3 separate regions of the Mus musculus genome follow, and all the other regions are linked to region 3. The links are chromatin contacts, called in public promoter capture Hi-C maps. All regions are on one chromosome and are shown on one strand. The core of a region is the stretch at or near the end of the contact, and the rest is flanking DNA. Distances in the headings are between cores, read along the strand shown. Region 1 holds the start of Ppm1e (protein phosphatase 1E (PP2C domain containing)). Region 2 holds the start of Ypel2 (yippee like 2). Region 3 holds the start of 2610027K06Rik (RIKEN cDNA 2610027K06 gene).

Region 1 (4,276 bases), core at 184-2,683, 1.5 Mb before region 3:
ACCCTCTTCTGTCATTAATAACTGACTGGAAATGGTATTTCTGATCCTAAATCCAGCTGAAACCCAGAAACAATAAATGGAGAGATGGAGTGGATAATTTGTGAGTACATGTTTTTTCAAAGCAGAGGGGAAAAATCACTATGTTTGTGCTGAATTACATGCTGCCGTGGACGTGGTAGTATGCAGCAATGATGCTATCATCCATACAGCTGTACAGCACAGCATCTTCAAAGCACCCACCACCAACATCATCACCATGAAGCCTGAAAATAATAGGTTTGTTTATAGTTTGGTAAGAAAATTAGAATAATTTAAAGTCATTTCAGTTCTAGCTTGGGGGAGGGAGTAAGAAGAGACACAGGAGGTGGTGGGGAAGAACAAACAAAATATAGACAAAATACGGATTATATGGTAGGATAATATAATATAATGACATGCATTATACAGAAACTAAGCAGGGGTTTTTGGGTGATGGAAAACTTACAAGTGAAATCTACCACTTCAATCTCGGATTGAATTCTTGTTGCATCGCTTGCTTTTGACCTTGAGCAAAGTCACTGTTTTGAAGGCTTGTTTCCTCATCTGTAAAACAGAATCCTAACGGTAATAACCTTTGCCTTAAAAGGCTGTGAGGATTAGAGACGAACACGTGTAAACTGCAAAGCCCTATATAAATAAGACATTGTGTAGATACGAGGCACAGCTAGATTTTCATAGAGCAGAGTTAAGGGGAAAGATTCTAAAGGCTTTGGAGACTTTGAAAGGGGCTCTAACACCAATGCCACAGCTAGAAAGTCTTGACTTTTAAGCAAGCGAATTACTGTTTAATTTCTCACGTTCATCTTTTTGAGAAAGGAGGATACATAGAATCAAACGAAAGAACCTAGACAAAGGAAACTACCCTTTTTGGGTGCTCGTGCCTGGACCTTTACTTTTTCAACACATATCATTAGTAAAAGGTGTTTACTGCGTGCCATCGGATCAAGAGATATACTACGGCAAGGCAAGCAGATAAGGAAACTGAAGTCAGTACACTCCTGGTGGAACCAACAGAGATGTCTCAGTGCTTATCATGAAACTAGGGTCTTCACCCCACAAAGACCATTCGAAGTTGGAGTGCAGGAGTCCAGCGTCCTTACCACTCCACAGACTCGACGGGAGGGACCTTGGAATTCTTAATTAGAACCGGTTGCCATGGCGACAGTCTCTAGGCAGCGTGGGCTGAGCTCTCGGTAGGGATTGCGGGTGGGCCGCCGCTGGACCCTGTGCGCGCGCCCGCCACCAACTTTCCCTCCAGACCGGAGCGGGGTGGCGCGCTCCGCCCCCGCCCCCGGGCCGCGCACGTCCGAGCTCGGTGGCGCGCACGCCTGCGGGAGCCCTCTCCAGGCAACCCAGTGCTGATCGCCGGTGCCCGTGCGGCCGTTCCCCCTCCGTAGCGGGAGGCGAGGCTCCGAAGCAGCCCCCTCCTCCTCCTGGGCTCACCTCCCACCCCCTTCCCGGTGGACCTCGGGGCATGAGCAACGATGGCGGGCTGCATCCCTGAGGAGAAAACTTACCGGCGCTTCCTGGAGCTGTTCCTGGGCGAGTTCCGCGGACCGTGCGGTGGCGGCGAGCCAGAGCCCGAACCCGAATCCGAGCCCGAGCCCGAGCCCGAAGCCGAGCTAGTCGCGGCTGAGGCGGCCGAGGCTTCGGGGGAGGAACCGGGGGAGGACGCTGCGACGGTAGAGGCGACCGAGGAGGGGGAGCAGGACCAAGACCCCGAGCCCGAAGACGAGGCGGTGGAGGAGGAGACGGCGACGGAGGGCGAGGAGGAGGAAGAGGAGGAAGCGGCTGCCCCGGGGCACTCGGCCGTGCCGCCACCGCCGCAGCCCCAGCTGCCACCGCTGCCCCCGCTCCCACGGCCGCTGTCGGAGCGCATCACCCGAGAGGAGGTGGAGGGCGAGAGCCTGGACCTGTGCCTGCAGCAGCTCTACAAATAGTTAAGTAGCGGGGCTCGGCCGCGGGTGGGCCGCCATCCCCGGGGTGCCGGCCTGGGTTCCCGTCCCCGCTACCCATGTCCCCGCGGGGCACCCGGGCGGGGTCCCCCCCGCCTGCCCCCGGCCCCTCTTCGCTGGCCCTCTCGGCCAGCTTCTCGGCCACTTCGCACACCTTCCTCCAGAACCTTCCTGCCAAGGTCTTCCCTCCCGTCTTGGGCTCCCCATTCTTCCCTGCGCCTTTCTTCCCGGGGTTTCCTCCCACCTTCGTCTGTCTGTCCTTTCCCGGGCTGCGTTCCTTGTTGGGCGGTGGGGACGCGCGACTCCTTTACAGGCAGTAAGAGGTGCCTTTCTACATAACCGCAACAAAGCTAATACCGTCGGTGCCCAGAGGAGCCCAGACCCCTAGATTTTCCGTCAGGCGCTCACTGTTGAAATGAAAAGGCTCTATAGATGGCTTTCTTACGTGAGAGCCTAGTATCATACTTTGCAGACATTTGACAGCATATAATTGAGAGCGGTAGGGAGGAATTGGGAAGGAAGGGTAAGTAAAACCCTACCGAGCAAGCCGTTAGGTGAAAAGACGAGGTCGTAAGTCAGAAAAGTCAGCCTGGTTGGATAAAATTGCAATTAAGTGCAGTATTTTCAGTCCATTAAGTAGATGGGGTGGGAGGTGGGAGAAAAGCAGATGGCTTAGCTACCCAGATGCAAGTCTAAAATAGAAAGGTCAAGGCTTTGCCTTTCATCCGAGTTCTGCTTTTTATGGGCTTGAAATAGAAACGGTTTACAATCGCGTTTCTTTCCAAATGGAATTGTTCTGAAATAATGCCTCTGCAAACACTGGGAAACCCGAGAGTCTTTTGCCATTCAGCTAATAGTTGTAATGAAAGGTGTTACTCTGACCACCCCAAAAGTTTACTATCGCAAGATTCACTGCGGCTAAGTTCAAACCCACTTCCTGGATTTCTCCAAAGCCTGGAGGGGGCTAGAAAAGAAAGCTATTTTGTCTTCATCAGACCTCATAGACAACTGATCAAACCATTCTCCTGTTAAAAGCAGCAGCCTGTCAAAGGGAAAAGCCACTGAGCAGATCTGTAGAATTGGACTGTGCGGATGCCACACTTTATAAACCATCCAGTAATTAATTTTAAAATACTGTTCAATTACCAGGGGAATTGTGTGTTTTGGGGAAATGCAAAAATAAAATGGCGTGTAATACCACCACCTGGGGATAAACAGCATTAATGGTTGAGTATTTCTTTTTTTTTTTTTTTAACTATCACAGAAAAGGACCTACAGAATGCCATTTTAAAAAAATTACATGATTCAGACACTTAAATATAGTGGAAGTATTTACCAAAGTGAAGGGATTTATCTCAGACTAGTACTATCTGGACAGTTTTTACCCTTACACATATGCTCCCAGAACAATTTAAGGATTAGGGACGCTCCCATACTGCCATTAATGTAGTACAGTCTGAACATTTCAAGGCTTTTAAAACTGAGATGCACAGAATGAAATGGTAAGATGTGGGTGTTTTTTTATTTTTAATGTGATAAGGAAACAAGATTAATCAAAATGTACATATCAATTAGAAAAATGATTACGATGAGAAGGTGATTGCCAATGAAGCACAGAAGTTTGTGTTTGAGTTAAAACTAGCAAAATTACAGCTAGAAAATATTATTTCCCCTTAAATTGGACACTTATACTCTGACTTCACATAATATCAGACTTTGTACTGTATTTTATTCTGATGCTAGTCGAGATAAAATGGCTGGCTCGTTTATGTGATGTATCTTTAAGGTTTTTAGTGGGTGTAAAAGTTTCAAAATGAAAAAAATGTTTCAAAATGTGTAATGACATTTTTAGTTTTTATTTTATTCCAAAAAAAAACACCAGATAAAAGCCGGGCGTGGTGGCGCACGCCTTTAATCCCAGCACCCGGGAGGCAGAGGCAGGCGGATTTCTGAGTTCAAGGCCAGCCTGGTCTACAGAGTGAGTTCCAGGACACCCAGGGCTACACAGAGAAACCCTGTCTCGAAAAACCAAAAACCAAAAAAAAAAAAAAAAAAAAAAAAAAAGACTTAGGAGAATCAGGATCAGCCAACTGTAGTGTTCGGCCATTGTTTTGTTCAAGCTCTTCATTTTACATGTGAGGCCTCTATCCAGATTTGGAAAAAAAACCAAAAAGCAAAAAACGAGTCTTGTAGAAATGATTCCAACATTTCCTGGCTTAATCTCCGACTCTCAAAACACCTGTCACAGAGGGAATGATGACCTCAAATGTCTGGGAAAATTA
Region 2 (4,256 bases), core at 1,105-3,604, 1.2 Mb before region 3:
GTTCTCGGAATAAGTCCAAGGCAACAGGGAAAGGTGCTGAAGATGGGCACTGAGTAAATGTGTACTGAGGGCCCATGAAGGTGTTTGGGTGCAGAGAGAAAGAGAAGCAGTTTCTAGTACTCACTCCCTGCCCCCCAACACACACATACACACTTCTTTGTTTCGGTTCTCCCTTCTGTCAACTCACACAGCTTGGCTCCTTTGGCTGGAAGAAGGCATGATCTGGCTTTTTTTTTTTTTTTTTTTTCCTGGCTGGCTGATTCTATTGTTTTTCAGCCCTGTGGTTCTGTGGCCTCTTCCAGTCTCCTGCAATCACACAGCAGGCCTGCAGGGGTCCTCAGAGCACCCCACACAAGGCAGGCTTTCTTTAGCTAATGTTATCTTTTATTTAAGCACAGAACAGTAGCCTCCAATCTTGTTACATAACATACCAGTATCTCAGGGTGTTAAAACCAGTACAGAATCTACTGTTAGGCGTTAGGGAACCCGTGGATATAAACATATTTAGTAACACACTATTGCAGAAATGTAACCAATTTGATTTCCTGGTTCCTGATTTGAAATGTTAGAGTTGGAAGGGATGTCAGAAACCATCTTATTTCAGCCGTCCTTATTTATTTCTGCAGTAATGGGTATTGAACCCAGAGCCTCAAGAACCTTAGGCAAAGTCTCTACTGTGAGTTCCACCACCAGATCCCAGCCCTCCCTTCTTTTAGGCGATGGGTACTAAGGCCTAAGGGCACAGAGGAATTTAACCTCAGAAAGCAGCCTTGGGCTGGTAATCAAGCTTTTGATAATCTAAAGAATTTAGTATATCTTCTTAAAGATCCAATCTCAAGTCTTTTCAAGGTTGTGGTTAGTTAGCTGAAGGCTTTTGGACTCCAGGATTTATAATTCCCAAAGCAGTCAATTGTAAATATTGACAGTGCCCCTACACTGAAACCGGTATCTGCCGGCAAAAATGAGTGGTTTTGTTCTTACTAACGTTGGGACTTTTTTTCATCCCTAACCATGCGATGTACATTCACTGAAGACAATTTAGTTGATTGCATATGTATTAAAAACAGCTGGGTGGAGTGACAGGTGACGTTTTTGAGTCACCCGGGGATCTACCCAAATACCAGCCTGGGTTTGTGTGTAAACTGCTGCCAGATAGGAGACCAAAGGTTCCTGGGCCTCCTTCAGCACCCCAACCCCGCATGAACTTTTTTTTTTTCTCTTTTTCAGTAACCTGGCTAGCTTGGACCGATCTAACCAAGAATGACCTTAAACTTCTAACACTTCCCAAGCCTTGGGTTATAATTGGGCTATAAAGCAGAGAACCACCTTGTCCAATTACCTTGTGTTTTTTTCTCTTCTAAAATAGCAATGAAAACATGTATTTTGCCCCAACACCATTCAGAATCCCAGTGTCTTAGAAAAAAGGGTGGGTCTGCCGTGTCTCCCCCGCCCCCCCCCCCGCAGAAATTCTTTTATCAAATTGACCTGTTTTCCGGTAGGAAGACTCTGCCCCACTCCACCCACCTGGTGCCTCCCTGGACTTCCCGACTGTCATGAGTTTATTTTTTAACCCTCTCTTCCTTGAAAAGCACCACCCCACTGACCCAGAATGCCAGTTCCTCCCTTTTGGTCACCTTGACTACTCTTATTGTATTTTCTGTTGCTAATAGACCTCACTAACCATTAGCAATAGGGATCCCAGTTTCTCTATAGTCTTTCTCTATGCTCTTCCACTCTCAGTACTGGGGATCCAACCCAGGGACTCGAACACACCAGACAACCCTTTCCTAGTTTTAATTAGGAAATTTCGAGCAGGGCAGAGGAAATAGAGAATCTCCGCTTCTGAGCAGGGCATGGGTGGGCATGACGAGACTGGTACTATCTTACTAAATACACCTGCCTTGAACTCTGCGGGTCACTTTTAGTAACTTAGGCTCTGGGTCAGGAGTGGCTTAAAAAGTGGAGCGAGGAATTACTATCTAGGTTCTCAAAACAAAAGCACTGTAAATCCCACTTCCCAACATAACCCCGGGTCCTGGGAATCCCAGTAAAGCCAGACAAACAGGCTCCTATCTCAGAGAGCTCCCCCACTCTAATCACCTCTTCTCCCAGCCCTGCCCGCCAGCTGCCAGGACTGGCGGGACCCAGACCTTGCCACACTCCTCGCACGCGCGCCCCGCCAGGGCCGAGGGGCGGGTGGGGGTTGGGGGCGGGAGGCAGGGAAAGCAGGGGCGGAGTTCCGTCCTCCAGTGATTGGCTCCTGGCGGATGGGCTGCGGCCGTGCAGGGCCAACCAGTGGCGTGTTGCTATGTGCTGAGCCGATGGGATAGGCGCGGGGGCGCGTCTGTCACCCGGCAAGCCCCCAGCCCGGATTCGGAGGGATGCGGAGCGGCAGTGGCGGCGGCGGTGGCGGAGACTGTGGCTTTAAGAGCGCGCAGGGAGCGCTAGAGTCAGCCGTGCAGTCCTTCATCGCCAAGCACTCCGGAGAGCCCGGCGCTGGCCGGACCGGGCAGCCTACCGCCAGGTATGAGGGATCTCGAGCTGGGCTCGCGTGGGCGTGGGGCGCATTCCGCTCCAGTTCGGGCTGTGCGCCCTGGGGACGGTCGGGCTCCTGGGCTGCGTGCAGCCGGGCTCGGCTGGGGCGGTGCTGTCGCGGTCCCGAGGGGGCTCCCCGAAGGTTCCCGGGGTGCTAGGGGCGGGGAACGGGTTGCTGCAGCCACGTGACCGGTTTGTTTACAAACACTGGCGCGCGCTCCGGGTTCGGGACTCGGCGGGTGGCGACGAGCCGCCTGGCAAATATGGGGACCCAGAGACCTGAGCGCCAACGCCTCCCTTGTTCGGCGTGACCCACCCCCCACGGATGGCACCCGGCGGCACCCGGCTGTATGGTCGATGTCTCCATTGAGATAGTTGGGTCTGGGGCACGTCGCCCTCTAAAGTCCCCGGAGCGCTTCGGCAGCCCCAAGCCAAGGGAACCACAGCGAGTTCCTGCCTGGACGCTTCCCGGCGCCTCCCCTGCGGCCTTGCCAAGGGGTGGGCACGAACTCTGTTGCCAGACTCGCTGCGGGGGCCTCTGCGGAGAGTCCCTCCCGCAGCTGGCTCCTGCCTCTCTTCCTGCTTCAAGTTTACCTGCCTGGTTGCTGACTCCCTTCGGGTGATTTTTTTTTTTTTCCGAAACAGTGGAACCTTACACCCGTCTCCTGGCTGGCACTTAGGGGGAAGCACTGTTGCTTTGGACCCCTCGTGCAAAGAACTGCCTGCCACCTCTGACTTCACTTTTACCCACAGTTTTTAAAAAGCTGAGCGAGCATCCTCCGGTTTGCCTAGCCTTCCACGGCCCGGCTGCTGGAAATGGCAAATGCGCCGGAGCCCTGCTTTTTGGCTTCCTTGTTGATTTGTTGTTGCCACGTTGGAGGGTCTTTGAGCCACTGAGTTGGAGTCCTATTAGTCTTTTGTTCCTCATGCTTGTCTTCGTTCTCGCAAGATGGGCTCCCTGTCCAGAGCACTGAACAACAAGCCTAGGGATTACTTTTCTGAACCCCATTTACAGAACATTAGAGGCACAAAGGAATTACAGTAAACCTCATGCTTGAGGCTCTGCAGTAGTCTGCCTGGTTTGGGGGTTTACAGGATCTGGTCAGTAAGATTGGGTTGCTTTTCCTTTTGGCACACACTGCTGTAGGTTTTACCTGAGTTCAGTCCATCAGCTTTCTTAGCATTTGATATTCTTATCTTTGAGGAAGTTTCACTCTCTTTACATCATTTTGTAAATTCTGTAATTTGTCAAAAATAATGGCTTTATTAGAACATTTTCATACACATATCTCATTGTGACTGGTTCATACTTAACTATGACTGCTCCCACCCCCGGTTTTGTACTGAGCTGTGATGAGTGACTGGGTTCTTTACAAGCCCGGCCTGAGAAGAGCTGGGGAATCTTACCTTAGGCACTGTGATTTGTCCCGGATTCCACGACAGGGTCGGATGCGATAGAGCGGGGTACCTGGGCTCGTGCACTGCCTCAGTTGGGCTCTGCCTAGTTTAGGGTTCAGTAACATCACTTCTTAGATCTCTCTGCTTGCCTTGAGATAAGGGTGGGAAATGGAAAATAAAGAACACAGATAAGAATATGTGCCTTTGCCAGGCAGTGGCAGTACACGCCTTTAATCCCAGCATCTGGGAGACAGAGACAGGTGGGATCTCTGAGACCAGCCTAGTCTACAAAGCAGGTTCCAGGACAGCTAAAGCTACACAGA
Region 3 (4,141 bases), core at 16-2,515:
GGAGCCAAACGGAAAAAAAAAAAAGTCAGCTTGCTTGTCTGTGGAAAGGAGTGTGGCGCCAGGGCCGGAGCGGGGGCAATCCGAGAGAGCATCGACCCAGTGGTGGTGGGTGCTGTGCGGTCCCCGAGCCCGCCCGCCCGGCCCGTCCTACCTCCCGGACTTGGTGATGACCATCTCGGTGCCCAGCTTGTGGAACTGGTCCCACAGCTCCTTGGCCTCCAGCGTCACCTTGGGGTCGTCCTCCACCTCGTCCTCGGGTTCCAGGCTCTTGAGCGAGCGCAGATGCGCGGCGGGCGGGTGCGGGCCGAGTGCCGAGACGTGCAGCCCCGCCTCGGCCGCCGCCGCCGCCGCTGCTGCCGCGGCCGCCGCCCCCGCCAGGCCCGGGTCCGGCAGAGGCTTGCCTAGCGCGCCGGGCGGCAGCGCTAGCGCCGGGAAGAAGGAGGGCTGCGCTGCCGCCAGGAAGGCGGACATGGGGAAGTCGGCGGGCCGTGGCGCGTGGAACGGGTGGTAAGCCATGGCGCTGGCTGCCAGCGCCGGCTCTCTCATCGGGACATCCGGCCCAGGCTCCTGGGAGCCGGGGCCGGGGCCGGGGGCGCGCGCCTCGGACCCCCGGCCCGGGCGGCGGCGCGCGCGGAGGACGGACGGCCCGGGCGGCGGGCGCGGCAGCGGCTTCTCCCGGCTCCCCGTCCCGCGCACCTCAAGGGGCGCAGGGCTCTGGACGCGGGGGCGGAGGGGGCGCTGCGCGGGGCTGGGCTGGGCTGGGCTGGGCTGGGCTGGCCGGCTCCGGCGCCGGGGACCACGCGCGACTGGTTAGATCTTGTCCTGATCTCTGGAAAACTGTGACTATCTCACATGTCCTGCCCTGTTCGGATCCCCTGCGCTAACGAGCCAGGCCCCCCTTGATTGCTGATTTTACGCTTTTTGGACCAATTGTGGGTCTCCGGGGGCGGGGTTTTGACAGCTCAGGCCAAGCTCTGGACGGGAGGGGAGGCCAGGGAGAAGGTGTCGGAAGCCTCAGCAGTAAGAAAACATGTCAACAGAATAAAATATTAACCAATGACGGGCCAGCGGGCCCCGAGACCCCTCCCCCTGGCCTGGCCCCCACCTCGCCGCCCGCGCCCGCCGCTGCCTGGGCGAGGGCTGGAAAGCGCAGAGGACCGATCTGACCCGCCGTAAGGGCCTGAGGCAGGGGGCGCCCGGGTCCCGGGGCCTTGGGGAAGGACCCCCTAGCCGCATGCCGGCCCCAAGTGCAAAGCATTGACACGTTCCGGAGAGGAGAGGGGGCGCCCTTTCCCTCCCGCGCCGGGAGGCCCGGCCGCTCTTGCCTGCGACCCAGCCTGGCCTCCCACCCCACTCCCGGTCACCGCCCCGGGTCCATGCACTTCAGAGGGAGGCTGCGGGCACTGGAAAGCGAGGCCGGTGGGCGGGCAAATCAGGAGGCTCGGGCGGCCGAGGTCCCGGAGCCGAATCAGGTGTCCGGAGCCGGTGAGTGGGGAGCCATGGCAGAACCCTGATGGGGCCGGCACGGGCGGGAACGGGACGCCGCCTTGCGCTGGGGAAACGAAGGGTCCCCACCCCCACCTGCTCCTCCCCTCGTAGACTCAGGAACCTGGGGTTCCAGAAGGGCCGGGCATTTAGCCTAAAGAAGGTCTGTGTCAGGTCACTAAGCCAAAACCTTCTGGCGAGTAGGAAAATGGATCCTTGGGACCAGGTAGGTGAGCGCACCTTCTACAGAGCCCAAGGCGGTGCCGCGCTAGTTGATCCTAGAACTCAGATTCTCCACACGCGCCAGAAGGAATTTTCGCCGCATCCGGTACTGGAGATGCAAGCCCATCTATCTCTTCCTAAACTCTGGCATCTTTTCTTCTCAGTCACTTCTCTAGAGATTGTTTCCGTCCCTTGGAAGCTCAAGGCTCCCTAGTTCAGGAAAGCTGAGTAATGCGGATGGGAATCGAGGTGTTTGCCAGCAAGTGTGAACACCCCCTTCGACGATCAGTCTTCGTTATCTCTCTGGCAACAGCCCCAATGCATCTTCCTCTCTCTCTCTCTCTCTCTCTCTCTCTCTCTCTCTCTCTCTCTCTCTCTCTCTCTCTCTCTCTTTCTCTCTCTCTCTCTCTCTCTCTGTGTGTGTGTGTGTGTAAAACCATAATCAGGTGTGCCCAGAGTAAAACGATCATACACTTGCCTGTTTAGGGTTGAGGCTCACACCCTTGTGCTTGTTGGGGAGGGGAAGCAGGGTGTGAACTAGCCACAGTGGATACTCCCACCCTCCCAACCAGTATAAGCGAATTCTGCCGCTCCAGCCCTATGTCCCCGTGGTAGGCACCTACCACGTAAGTGGCCCAGGCAGCTTGCCCCTCCGCTGCATACACCAGGTCTTCAGGCACTTGGTAGCTGACCGCCCAGAAAGGCGTTTAAAAGCTAGTTGCCCCCGGCAGTACGGGGTTGAGACCAGCAGGAGTCGTTTGGCCTCCACGACCTTTTTTCCTATACATCTGAGCCAACACCAGGCGCTTGTAATTCTTCATAACCCTGTGCGCGCCTGCCCCACTGGGTTTTTCTTCAGGACCTTACTCCTAGGTCGCTTTTCTCACTCTTTTCTCTGCCCACAGTGAACCTTCAGCTCTAGCTTCGCGGTGTTCGCAGCCGGTGAGAGATCCATTGCAGCTTTGCACTGCTTCCAATTCAGACAGGATGTGGCTCCTCCAGGAGAGATGTGTCTGAACACACTTGGACAGTTAGTGAGGTGAACAAGAAGTAGTCAGTTCAGCTTTCCGAGTTGGCAGGACATTTGCTAAGTTGTGTGTATGGGGACAGGCACTTTAGTACCTTGTAAAAATGTGTATGTATCGAAGTATGTATTTTGGTCATTTTCCTGGGTAGCATACAGTAGCTGGTCTACCCGTTTAGGCCTGAGAGTTAAAACATGAAGGTCTGAGTTATTGGTCCACGAAATCGGACAGCTGTCGCCCAGTGGCTACATTAGGGGATCTGAATCCCACCTATAGAGCTAAGGACCTGCGACTGGTCAGAGACGTTTTCAGGGCAGGTTGGGTTTCCACCAACAGCTCCAGCCACCCCCCCACCCCCACCCCCATCACGTAGTCACCTGGATGACCTGCTTTAGCCGCTCTTAAGATTCTTTATCGACCCATCCCCAACAAAATTTTCTTAGAATATCCTTGTAGCATCGAAAACTGGTGCTGGGGCGGCCTAAGCAGCCTCTCGAGCGGCGCCTTGCGGCTCGCAACTCCTGCTTCGCCCTACCCCCGCCTGGGTCTACCCCCACTCATCTCCCCTTCCCAGGAACAGGCGCCCCTGGGGGAGTCCCCTGGGCAGAGTGTGCGTGTCTCTTTAAGAGGCCCCGGGGGGCGCCTCGCGGGCCGCCCGGGGCTGGAGGGGGAGGGCACGGACGAGGGCGCCTGGCGCCAGGCGGCCGAGGCTCCACAACAAAGCTCCGGCCCCTGTCACTTCGCATCGGCCGGGACCCGCAGACGGGTGGGGGACGCGCGCTCAGCCGCCCCTCCCTCTCCCAGGCAGTTCTGGGCGGGGGCGTCGGGCAGGCGCTGGCTTCGTGGTCCCAGGCCCCTTTCACGTGGTCTGTAGTCTTAGCTTCCCGCAACAATCAAATCCAGCACCAGTAGCCTGGGCCGGAGGGGACTGCCCTCCCAAGCCTGGCAGGGCTGCCGGGTCCGTCTTTTGGCCGAGTTACATCGAGAATGGTCAAGAGATAAGGCTAAGTCCTCTCTCAAGAGTTGATCTCTAAATAGCATAGGTCCCTGCGGATGTCTGCATGCGTGAAGATTTGCCTGAGCCCTCATAGAATGGATGCGGGAAGGCTGGGGAATGTGTAGTCCTGTGGCAGAGTTGAGTGAGGGCACGTGAGCACCAATAACTGGGTACTAAGCGCGCCTTGACTTATAAATGTGCCCGGGAAAAGCTGGGGTGACATGTGTGGCCCTATGCTTAGGAAAAGTGGTCGGTAGAAGACACTAGGTGCATTCGTTGTTCCCATCCATGGCTTCTCCACCGGACCCGCGCCTTCCAGAGCCTTGGCGCCAGCTAGCCCGGTTAAGCAGTAGGGCTGGGCTCCCCCGCGGTCCTGGGTCTGGCCAGGCTGGGGGCCGCGGCCTCGGTGACC

The links. Promoter capture Hi-C pulls out the DNA fragments that hold promoters and counts their contacts.
Region 1: a contact with region 3 is called in a promoter capture Hi-C map of pre-B cells, with 2.4 times the contacts expected there. The contact joins the promoter of Ppm1e here to the promoter of 2610027K06Rik in region 3. A contact is called at or near these places in 1 of 39 promoter capture datasets (pre-B cells) and 1 of 484 Hi-C or Micro-C datasets (embryonic stem cells).
Region 2: a contact with region 3 is called in a promoter capture Hi-C map of stem cell-derived epiblast-like cells, with 4 times the contacts expected there. The contact joins the promoter of Ypel2 here to the promoter of 2610027K06Rik in region 3. A contact is called at or near these places in 4 of 39 promoter capture datasets (3T3-L1-derived adipocytes, cranial neural crest, pre-B cells and 1 more), 1 of 15 datasets of contacts at CTCF or cohesin (embryonic stem cells), 5 of 484 Hi-C or Micro-C datasets (the G1E-ER4 cell line, cardiomyocytes, embryonic stem cells and 2 more) and 2 of 115 datasets of contacts at active chromatin or transcription factors (embryonic stem cells and stem cell-derived neural progenitor cells).

What each region holds. Positions count from the first base shown.
Region 1 is chr11:87,356,151-87,360,426 of GRCm38.p6, reverse strand. Ppm1e (protein phosphatase 1E (PP2C domain containing)) reads left to right here and starts at 1,433. Exons shown (of 7, transcript NM_177167.4): 1 at 1,433-1,978. The coding sequence starts at 1,524. It overlaps Gm33937 (a long non-coding RNA gene), which reads right to left and starts at 2,898. Exons shown (of 5, transcript XR_003949755.1): 1 at 2,534-2,898; 2 at 1,557-2,401; 3 at 485-582; 4 at 159-263.
Region 2 is chr11:86,991,860-86,996,115 of GRCm38.p6, reverse strand. Ypel2 (yippee like 2) reads left to right here and starts at 2,354. Exons shown (of 5, transcript NM_001005341.3): 1 at 2,354-2,524. It overlaps Gm51915 (a long non-coding RNA gene), which reads right to left. Exons shown (of 3, transcript XR_003949754.1): 2 at 3,943-4,082; 3 at 1,779-3,773.
Region 3 is chr11:85,829,512-85,833,652 of GRCm38.p6, reverse strand. 2610027K06Rik (RIKEN cDNA 2610027K06 gene) reads left to right here and starts at 1,265. Exons shown (of 5, transcript NR_077059.1): 1 at 1,265-1,485. Tbx2 (T-box 2) reads right to left here and starts at 1,038. Exons shown (of 7, transcript NM_009324.2): 1 at 152-1,038. The coding sequence starts at 546. RefSeq lists a promoter at 513-1,503 and an enhancer at 3,133-3,518.